Regions from separate parts of the Mus musculus genome. Here all the other regions are linked to region 3. The links are chromatin contacts, called in public promoter capture Hi-C maps. All regions are on one chromosome and are shown on one strand. Each heading gives the region's core, a stretch centred on a gene start, on an enhancer-like site or on the middle of the called end of the contact. The rest is flanking DNA. Distances are from core to core; before and after follow the strand shown.

The links. Capture Hi-C pulls out chosen DNA fragments and counts their contacts.
Region 1: a contact with region 3 is called in a promoter capture Hi-C map of adipose tissue. The contact joins two enhancer-like sites. A contact is called at or near these places in 1 of 115 datasets of contacts at active chromatin or transcription factors (fibro-adipogenic progenitors) and 1 of 9 other capture datasets (adipose tissue).
Region 2: a promoter capture Hi-C map of adipose tissue shows a contact between it and region 3. The contact joins two enhancer-like sites. A contact is called at or near these places in 1 of 15 datasets of contacts at CTCF or cohesin (the NIH/3T3 cell line), 1 of 484 Hi-C or Micro-C datasets (nephron progenitors), 1 of 115 datasets of contacts at active chromatin or transcription factors (CD8 T cells) and 1 of 9 other capture datasets (adipose tissue).

What each region holds. Positions count from the first base shown.
Region 1 is chr5:32,110,952-32,114,403 of GRCm38.p6, reverse strand. No RefSeq gene overlaps it. Among named protein-coding and RNA genes, the nearest start is that of Gm36665, 8.4 kb to the left of the region's middle. Within about 2 kb of position 1,998, at least 75 of the 459 cell types and tissues checked have an H3K27ac peak or open chromatin away from gene starts, as enhancers often do. A contact at or near this core is called in adipose tissue, where this site is marked.
Region 2 is chr5:32,063,180-32,066,329 of GRCm38.p6, reverse strand. All of the region lies in intron 11 of Babam2 (BRISC and BRCA1 A complex member 2), which reads right to left. Among named protein-coding and RNA genes, the nearest start is that of Gm40277, 26 kb to the left of the region's middle. Within about 2 kb of position 1,374, at least 23 of the 459 cell types and tissues checked have an H3K27ac peak or open chromatin away from gene starts, as enhancers often do. A contact at or near this core is called in adipose tissue, where this site is marked.
Region 3 is chr5:31,786,285-31,789,743 of GRCm38.p6, reverse strand. The region is part of intron 4 of Babam2 (BRISC and BRCA1 A complex member 2); the gene reads right to left. Among named protein-coding and RNA genes, the nearest start is that of Babam2, 90 kb to the right of the region's middle. Within about 2 kb of position 1,898, at least 7 of the 459 cell types and tissues checked have an H3K27ac peak or open chromatin away from gene starts, as enhancers often do. A contact at or near this core is called in adipose tissue, where this site is marked.

The DNA of each region.
Region 1 (3,452 bases), core at 749-3,248, 320 kb before region 3:
GTGAGGGGTCATTGTCTCTTGGCACCTGCCACTAGTTAACAGTTCCAGAACACTGTCATGTTAAGTAGAAGTAGAGGACCCTGGCATCGTCTTGCGCCTGACACGATCCTGGTCTTTCAGCATCTCATGGGATGCTGTCTATCAGTATGACATTGATGGTTTTTGATTCTGACAAAGAAGCATCCTACAATTTCCATCTTCTTACATCTGTGTATGGTAGGTGGTGTGTGTGTGTGTCCTACACATAGTGGACAGAGAAGGACATCGGGTGGCCTGCTTGCTCAGCTTCGTCTTATTCCCTTTGGATAGGGTTTCTCACTAAAAGTGGAGCCTGGCTGGCAGCCAGCGAGCCCCAGCAGTCTTCCTGTCTGGACTCCCACAGCCTTGGGGTTACAGGCATGTGGGCAACCACACCCAGATTTTTACATGGGTGCTGGGTTTGTAACTTAGGTCTTCAAGTTTGCCCAGTAGGTACTCTTGCTCACTAAACCATCTCCCTAGCACGGTGTGTGTGTGTGTGTGTGTGTGTGTGTGTGTGTATGCGCGCGTGCGCATATTTAAGTAAGAACTTTTTTATATATTGGACTTTTGGGGTGATAATTATTTTGATACAAGGTCTTGCCTTAGCCCAGGCTAGCCTAGAGAGATCACAGTAATTCCCCTGCCTTAGCCTCCCAAGTGATGGAATTACAGGTGCAAGTTGCCATACATGTTTGAACTTTATAAAAAATGAGGAAGTATTTCCTATGAGGAACTGGGGCTAGGTGGATGCAGGAATATCGTAGTCTGAGGGGATTTTAAGAAAGGAACTCTCCAAGACGAGGTCAAAGTTCCTACCAGGGGTGCCACTTGCTGAAGGGAGAGACAATTTCAGTCCAGATTGTAGTGGCCACAGAACTGGAGGTCAGGATGCTGGATGGGTAGGCGACTGGGGTCAAAAATCTCTGTAGCTGGAGGAAGAGAAGATGTCTGAGTTAATGCCAAAGCAAGAGGGTCATGATTGGAGGCCAGTGTGGGATGACAGGGGCCAGTGCTCAGGATGGCTGGGACTCCTGAGAGAGGACAGGTCTGCTGACTCTAAGCCTGGGACCAGTTCACGATGTGAAGTACTTAGTCCTTGCATAGAACAAGCCCGGCACTGCACGGTGTTTTGTTATTATTTGTAGGAAGCAATTAAATGTTCCTCCAGCAAAGTGAAAAGGCAGTTCTAGGTGGTAATTGCTTAGTTCTTGCACATGGACAGAACCCATTATCTTTTCTCCTTTCTTCCCTCCCCTTTTCTCCTTTCCAGGTCTTTGAATCAGCCTTGGGGGTAGCCAGATCCTGCCTGATATCTCAGTGGCTTACCAAATCAGCTGCTTGGCCTTGGGCAAACCTAGACCTCATTGTCTATGCAGTGGGTCAGTAATAAAACAATCATGGCAATCCCCACCAGTGCCTGGAGTCTAGGACCACTGAACGCCACAGGCTTGGTCACTGCTCCCAGGCTGAATGGATCCGAGGGGCAGAAAGGGGCAGAGAGCTGACCCAGCTGGAAACTGGATCCTCACGGCCAAAACAGGAACAGGCAGGAGGGGTGATGGGAGCAGTTTCCCACTCATCCTAGCAGGACCAGGAACACAGCCCAGACACTGGAGTTCAGAGACAGAGGAAAGCAGAAAGCTGAGGCCCTTGTCTGTGGTTAAGTGGGCAGTCTAGGCAGTTCCTCATTTAAAATGGGAACCAAGCAACCAGCCACTGCCACAGGCCTCATCCAACCCATTTCCGGCCATAGTCCTACTTGCAAAGGCCCCTGGTCACTGGTCTTTTCCAGGGTCTCGGCAGGGACTCCCCCATTTGGGAGTAGGGCCATCATTCCTCAAGGCACAGTGCTTGTGTTGGATGCTTATCCTAAAAACACCCCATCACTGAACTGGGGAGGGGCAGAGAGGGGAGCAGGAAGGGTGGGGCTGCCCACAGCAGAGGGGTTTGCCAGGCAGAGCTGCCCTTCTAGGACTCTAGAGGACAAGTAATACTGACAGTGATAATGCTATTCTCTCTGTGTCCGGCTCAGCATTCATGGTACAGCCAAGGAAACGGAAGTTCTGAGTGTTTAGCCTTTCTTTACCCGTAAGGGTGGTGGTGAGTGTCAGAACAGGATTGGAATCCAGGTCTCTGGAGCCCAGCACTTTGTGCTCAACATTCTTCCCATACAATCCACAAACAATCAGTGAACCCTGTACCCCTAGGTGCTGGGGTGAGGCCACGGAGAGTCAGGGGGCGTATATAAATGTAAGAATTGCATTTGGGAGATGCAGACTAGACCCAGGAACACTTGACCACTAACTATTGGGAGCCTCACGCAGTTCCCTTTAGGGGGCTTAGAGTCCCTGGTAGAAGATAGGCAGGCACACTGGTAAGAAAAGGAATCAATCAGAAAATGGAGGTATGAGGAATGGCCACATGCTTCCTCATTCTCTCAGTCCCCAAAGGTCTAGGCAAGCCCAATGTGGAGTACCACACCAGGCAGAGGCAAGCAGGATCCTCCCCCAGGGGATCTATCTGCTAGGTTCTGGATCTGAGAGAAGGAGGTGTTAAATTCTAAGCATCCGTAATCCTCCAGGTGTTATCTTTCCCCTTCTGGGCTAGTTCATTACCTAGGCATGTCATCTGTCTCTCCTCTGTCCCCTTGGGGGGTGGGGGTAGGGATGGGATGGGGAGGACAGACGCAGTGGCACAGATACATGGAGGTTAAGATGTCTGCCACATTGTTGGGGGAGTTCTCACTCACTCTCCCCTTTTCAGAGCAAGAGAGCCCCATGCCTTGCCCTGCCTCCCTGTTAAGCTGCCTTCCCATCCTTTTCCCGTTATCAGATAGGCCTCTGGCTTCCACACACTGCTCCTCCTTAAGTCCTTCCATAGACTTCCAAAGCGGAAAGGCCTCCACGGAAGCCACTCGCTTAACCAGCAGACGAGAATGACTCCTCGTCCCTTAGGAAGGGCATGATATGCCTGAGGTAAGAAAGCCAGTGCTGTATGACCATTTAGAAACCAGATATGATAAAATAGCTCCTGAGGGGGCTCTGCATGAACTCAGAGAACAAGGCAATTTTAGGGAAAACAATTAATAGAAAAACAGATCAGTTGACCTGGGCTGGATTACCACGAAAATTACCTTTGTAACTGCCTCCTCTTGGGGACTCAAATTTTCACTGCCAGTAATGGAAGAAGGAGGGCAAGAGAGGACCCAGTGGCCTCAGAGACAGGCCTACTTTATCTGTGCCCGGTCACTCTCCTAGTCCCCGTGTCTCTGTCAGCCTTTGCCTCTGGAACTCTCTGTTGGGGGAAGCCCTGTGTGGGAATCCAGATGCCCCTTTGAGAGAGGAATCTGGCTTTGTTGGGACTTTGCATTGTGCCCAGAGAAGGCCAACACTGTGGGGGTAGGGGTGGGGGTGGGGGTGGGGGTGAGGAGT
Region 2 (3,150 bases), core at 125-2,624, 280 kb before region 3:
CCTGAGCAGCCCTAGCGGCATGTGTCAGAAGCCAGCACACACACATCTGAACAGTCAAGCCTAATTCCCAGGAAGCTGTTTTAACTTGACATCTGAAAATGTATTGCATCTAGAGTGATTTTACAGGGTGTGTATTCGGGGCATATGCGTGCACATTCCACAGCCAAAGTGTTCTATAAATATCAGATGCAGGCTGTACAAACAGTATCACGTACACAGTGTCCTTAATTCTATAGAGTAAGATTTCAGTTTGTATCTGACCTCTGCTAACAGGGATGGATGTTTTTCAATACAGATAAAAAAAACTATGCCATGCTATCTTAAACATACTTTTCACTTAAAATTTCCATGAATCGATCACAGTTTAGTGATAACAGGTAGATACTTGCCTGATGCTTTCAGATGAGGGTACCAAGGCCCAGAAAATGGCATGCCCTTCCCAAGATCACACAGGCAGTTAAGAGTGGTACCTGGATGAGATCCAAGTCTCCTAACTCTCAGCTTTGCATTTTCTTTGGTTTCTTATATGTGTCTTCTTCCAATGGTTCAAAGGGAACTCTGATCCTATTAGTCAATGTACATTCCTCTTGGGTGTGTTATTTAAAAACCCCAATTCAGAACTTCTCTACCCTTTCTTTTTGTGTGTGTGTATATATATATATATATATATATATATATATATATATATATATATATATATATATATATATTTGTTTATTTTATATATATATATTTGTTTGTTTGTTTTTTTGGTTTTTGAGACAGGGTTTCTCTGTGCAGTCCTGGCTGTCCTGGAACTCACTCTGTAGTCCAGGCTGGCCTCGAACTCAGAAATCCACCTGCCTCTGCCTTCCAAGTGCTGGGATTAAAGGCGTGCTCCACCACTGCCCGGCTGTATATTTTTCTAAGAAAGAAAACATTGACTATATCTCACAAACAATCTGGCAACCTCACAAAGTGATGGAGAAGACTTTCCCCACGGCAGGGGCTGATATAACTAGATTTCATGCTTGAGCACTCAGTAGTCCCCACCATGACTTTCCTAGCAAAAACTGGACAATGGGCCAGATGCCTCCCACCTCTGGCTCTCCCCTGATAAGCCCAACTTAAGCCAGCATCTTGGCTTGTACGACTGAGGTTAAAACTATGGCCCAACCCTGTTTTCCACTGAGAAAGAGGGGTAGACAGAGAGCTCAAAACCACAAGAGCTACAGAGCTTTGGAAAAGCAGAAAGAAGCCTGAGAAAAGATGGGCCAAGGGGTCCTGCTGAGGGGACTTGCTCTGATTGGCTTTCCCAGCAAGAGGTAAGGCAGGGCAGCATTGCAAATGCTGGTGCCTGGTACAGTCAGGGCTGTGCAGGCTCCCAGGCCAGTGAGAGGCTAGTTCTGGGATGAAGCTGTATAAGCAGCTGACTGATGGCCAGGCTTTTTAATGGAGCTTATCATATCACAGCAACAGATGTCAGACTCTAATAAATAACACACTCTCTCTGACCTACGCAATTTGGAGAGGATGCCTGTTGTCAGGCAGAACTGGATTCCTCCCATCCCTGTTGCTCCCTCTTCTGTCAGTAAAAACAAACCATGTCCCTTGAAGATTCTCATTCCATGTTGTTTATCTCACCTTTCTTTCCATAGATAGCATCTACATTTTTAAATCATGAGGGAAAGCTCAGAGGGATGCAGGAGCTGCTTCACAGAGAAACCCAGGCAGGCAGGATGGCAGGCATTGGACAGCCTTCTCAAGTCCTGTCAGCTCAAGAGGACAGGGACCTACACTGTCCTCTCAGGGTGTTCAGACAGACCAAGGCCTGAGAATTTCCCTTTCTTCTCCCAAGGGGAGTTCAGTTGAGATGAGGTTGGGAGTTTTTAAAGGGAACTGGTCCTAGGAAATAGGGCAAAGCAAGAGACAAAAAAAGTTCACGAATCACTGCTGGGTTGAGTGTTGGTCCCAAGATCTGACCCCATGGGCCCTGGGACAAAGCTTCCTTGGAGTCTAGCATGGGCTGCTCTGCCTTCAGCCAGTGACTCCTCTTTCTGCCTTAGCTCCTCTGTCCCCTTTGTCCAGGGATCTTGGGATATGAGTAAGCAAAACTCACAGATCTCTTGCCTTCCTGATAGACTTTGTATCCTTAGATGTCAGACTGGAGTTCCAGGAGCACAGATATGAAGGGAAGAGATAGGACAAAACCATGGCCTAGAGAGAGTTATCTGGCCTCCACCAAGGTTTTCCCTAGAACTGAGTGTGATGAGAAGCACAGAGCCAGTGGGTTCCCAAGATGCCAGCTCACTAGGCACGGGGACAGGTGGGACCAAGGCTTTCTATAGCTTAGGCTCAATAGAAACAAGGCGCTAGCAAGGCACTCTTGGAGCTAACAACAGAGAACCAAGAGGGGTGGTCAACTTCTGGGGAAATAAACATACAAAGGAGTTTATACTGTAACCACTTGGATGTCATGCCATGGCCTCTGAGGAGGTCTCAGGCCATGCCTACCCTCCCTGCTATGAGGACCCAATTGGAACTAAGATTTCCAGATTGTAATACAAGAGTCCTAGGGGGCCCCCAGGGACCATGGAGAGGACTGGAGATTGAGATGTAAACTATGATGTCACATCTATGTCTATCTCTTGAATCAAGGAGTCAACCTATATTTAGAAGTTTTATTTAAAGGACAAATGCATAAGACTGGATTAGAGCATTTACTAATAAACACTTTGAAGGAAAAAAACCCAAACAACCCATAGTACATTTGAAAATATTAAAATATCAACAGTGAAAGTCAGTGAAATAATCCATAATATACAGTTAAAAAGGTATTTGCTAAAAAGAAAATGATTCTTTACAGACAACTGGATGTCAAACGATAAAAGAGTGTATAGTGAAACACAACCCATGGGAAGGCATGGACTGCTTTGGGAGGGTAAGAAAAACATCTCTTTCTGACCTTGAGGCAAGAAGGGAAATGGAAAATGGTTTGGGAAGGCTCATGATGAATTACTCCCATGTGTTGTCTAAGGAGCTATTTTTGAACTATCTTAGTGATTCCTTTTATATTATGACTTTATGTGTGACAAACCATTGAAGTAGGTACACTGGGGATTCAGCTCTATTCTAAGATCCTACTAGGCCTCTGCTAGGACCAGCCTGAGG
Region 3 (3,459 bases), core at 649-3,148:
AATCACATGGAGACACTATTTACTGAAGAACTACCAGTGATGGCTAATTAAAAAGACAGACAGTAATAAGTATTATCAAACACACAAAGAAACCAGAACACTTATATACTATTCTAGGTGAGAATATAAAACAGTACAACCCATTTTCAAGTCAGTTGATGCAGTTATTCAAAAAGTTGAATACAGAGTTACCATTTGGTCTTATAATTCTACTCCTAGATATATAGCCAAGAAAACACAAGGATGCCCATACAATAACAGTAGTTCAACAACCAAAACATGGAAAAAACACTAATATCTATCAACTGACAAATGAATAAATAAAATATGGTATACACATATAATGGAATATTACTTAACAATTAAAAAAAGTGTGCCAAGTGAAAATAGTCAGAAAAGACTATATATGTGCACATACATGAAATGATTTCTATTTACATGAAATGTTCAAAATAGGCAAATCCATACAAACAAAATTCAAAGTAGTGTTTGCCTGGGGTGGGAAGGACAGGGAACTAACTGATCATAGGTTTGGCATTTCTTCTCAGCATGATGACAATGGGCCTTAAATTGTGGAGACAACTGTTCAGTGCAACAAATATACTAAATGCCCCTGAATTACTACTTTAAATGGGTGAATCATGTGGCATACAAGGTATGTGCCAATACAGTTGCTTCTTAAAAATTACATGCATATGTATGTACATATATACATGCGTATGTATGTATGTATATATGCATGCATGCTATTCCCTAAGTAGAAACCGTACTTCAGTAAAGCCATGTTGAGCAAAGGCAAAGGCCACTGTGAGAGAGATGTTCACAGATGACTCAGACAATGGTTCCCAGCACAGTTCACAATGAAACAGAAAAATGACCCAGAAGCCTCTCCAAGTACCTAATTCTGGGTCTAGCTCCCAGGAAAGCTAAAGTCAGAACACGCTTTCCAAATTATTCTAATATGCATCCAGCCTTGGGATCCATGGGGCCAGAAGGCCTTTGTTGAGTGTCTTCATGATTCTGTGGTATCGGAGATGCTTCTGGCACCAGTACTGATTCTAGTGTCTTACACGCAGCTGATCCCTTCACAGAACTCACATCCTTTAATGAGTGATCTGAGTTTAAAGTGGAGCCTCAGCTGACATTTGAGGTCTATATTGACTTCTTTTACCTGTACCCGTGTCCCTTATTTAAGCCACCTCACTTTTTGGAGAAGAACAAGTATAAATAAATAGAATAAATTTGCTTAAAACTGTTTTTCAAGCTGGACCATATTAGAGAGTTCATTTTCTCTTAATTATTATAACCTGATATACTTTTACATTAAAAACACAAATATATCACAAAATCAGATGCATTTTTTCATGAATTTTAATAATTAGGCCCAATAACTTAAAGCAAATTTTGGCTTTAAAACTTTGGCAAGTATGTCCTCTCGTGCGGGTGCAGAATCCCATTCTATACTTGGTAGGTACTCTAGGACAACATCTTGGGAAGTCCAGGCACTGATTCTGTTTCCTAGCCCACAGGTAACAAGATGCAGTTCCCTTTCATTCAATGTGCAGACAAGTTGGCATAGTACATCAAGAGAAGATGAGAGAAGTCCGGGTGGGATACACAACTAAATGCTAACCTATTAACACTGAGTGACAAGTCCCTGAGCAGGCTGTGCCTAGAGAAACAGCTACTAGAAGAGATCACATTTATAGTGCATCCTGTCTTGGTGTTTCAACAAGACAGATATCAAGTGTGCACCTTTAAGAGTGCTCTGATGCCTCGCTGCATTTGTCTGACCCACTGGCCCACCAAGTGAGCCTTCCTGTGGTCCTCAGTCACTTCCTCTTGGATCCAGTACACTGCTGGCTGTGCCTCCTCCTCCCAACGCTGTTCTTTTCCAGCTTATTTCTCAAAAGCACTTAAGATAACTTCAGTCAGAAGAGTGAAATTACCATTTCAGCTCTGCTATAGGATTCTGCAAATCTACTAGCGTTTCTTCAGTACAAAAATAGAAGAGTGGAGTAAGATGAATCTCAGAGCCTTTTCTAGCTCTTAAATTCTCCATTCATCACACTTGCTAATACTGAAGACATACACTACAAATTGTAAAGTCAATTCTAAAAACAGGCTGTGAACACTTTCTTATCCTTTTTACCCCAGTGGTCTAGCTCTCTTGCATAATGCAATGCTTTCTCTCTCCTTAGACTTTACTTCAACAATGTTCAGTTCTGACCATAGATTTCCTCTCCTTCACTGATCACATGAAACACAGTTCACAGAGGTAGTTTTCATTCTGTTCTTCTTTCCGTGGCTCTTGGCCCAGCATTTGGTGCGCTCCATCAATGTCCTTGTGCTGGCTACTTTTATGTCAACTGGACACAAGCCAGAATCATCTGGGAGGAGGGACTCTTAACCAAGAGAATGCCTCCATAAGAACAGTTAATGCCTGAGGGGCATTTTCTTAGGGAACACAGACCATTGTGGGTGGGTGTGTAAGAGAACAGGCTGAGGGAGTCGTGAAGAACAAGCTAATAAGTGACACTCCTTCATGGCCTCTACATCGGTTCCTGCCTCCAAGTTCCTGCCTCGGATTCTCACCCTGACTTCCCTGGATGATAGACTATAAACTATAAGATTAAGACAAACCAACAAACATCACCTTTCCACCCAGCGCTGCTTTTAGTCATGCTGTTTTACCATAGCAACATGACCCGAGCTAAGCCACCAAATGCACCTGGCCTTTGTAGCTGTTTCACAGGAATCTCACTTTAGCAACTGTATCAGTACCCTTCTCTACAACACATCATATGAACCCCAGCTTCTTCCAGTCTGCATCCATCTCCCACCTACTTGACTTCTCTTGTACTTCCCACTTTTATTCTCTCTAGAAGGACGAAGACAAACATCACCCCCTCTACAAGGCTTTCTCTGATCACCTTCTGTAAATTCCAGGGACACTTAGCCTATAATGTTTCTTTGGCATTTGATGTAGGCCTCCCTCCACTGGGCAGATATCAGACAGGGAGGAACTATACAGTAATGTTTCAGTCTCATCTGCTGCAGGTGAGCCTCTCAATGTTAATATGGGGTAAATACCAACACCATGATTTCTAAGGAGGCAGTATTTAACTAGAAACTTATTAATCAGACAAAAGTTTATGTATAATTATAAAAAAAAACCTTACAACAAACTCGTGCTAACAATATTCTCACAGCTGTGTGAAATTTTAATGTAGTTCTTTAGGTTTCATCTAGTATCTCCCCTTTACATGGGAAGTGGAGGAATAGAGGAACTTTCAAAGTAAGTCATCAAAACATCAAATACACAGTTTTAGTGAACCAAAAAAAAAAAAAAAAAAAAAAATCCCGAAAACAAACTAAGAAAATAGTTTTAATCAACAATTAAACCTCCTTGAAGAGTACAGCTATTACAGAAGACCTGACTTTGGAAAATGAAAGAAA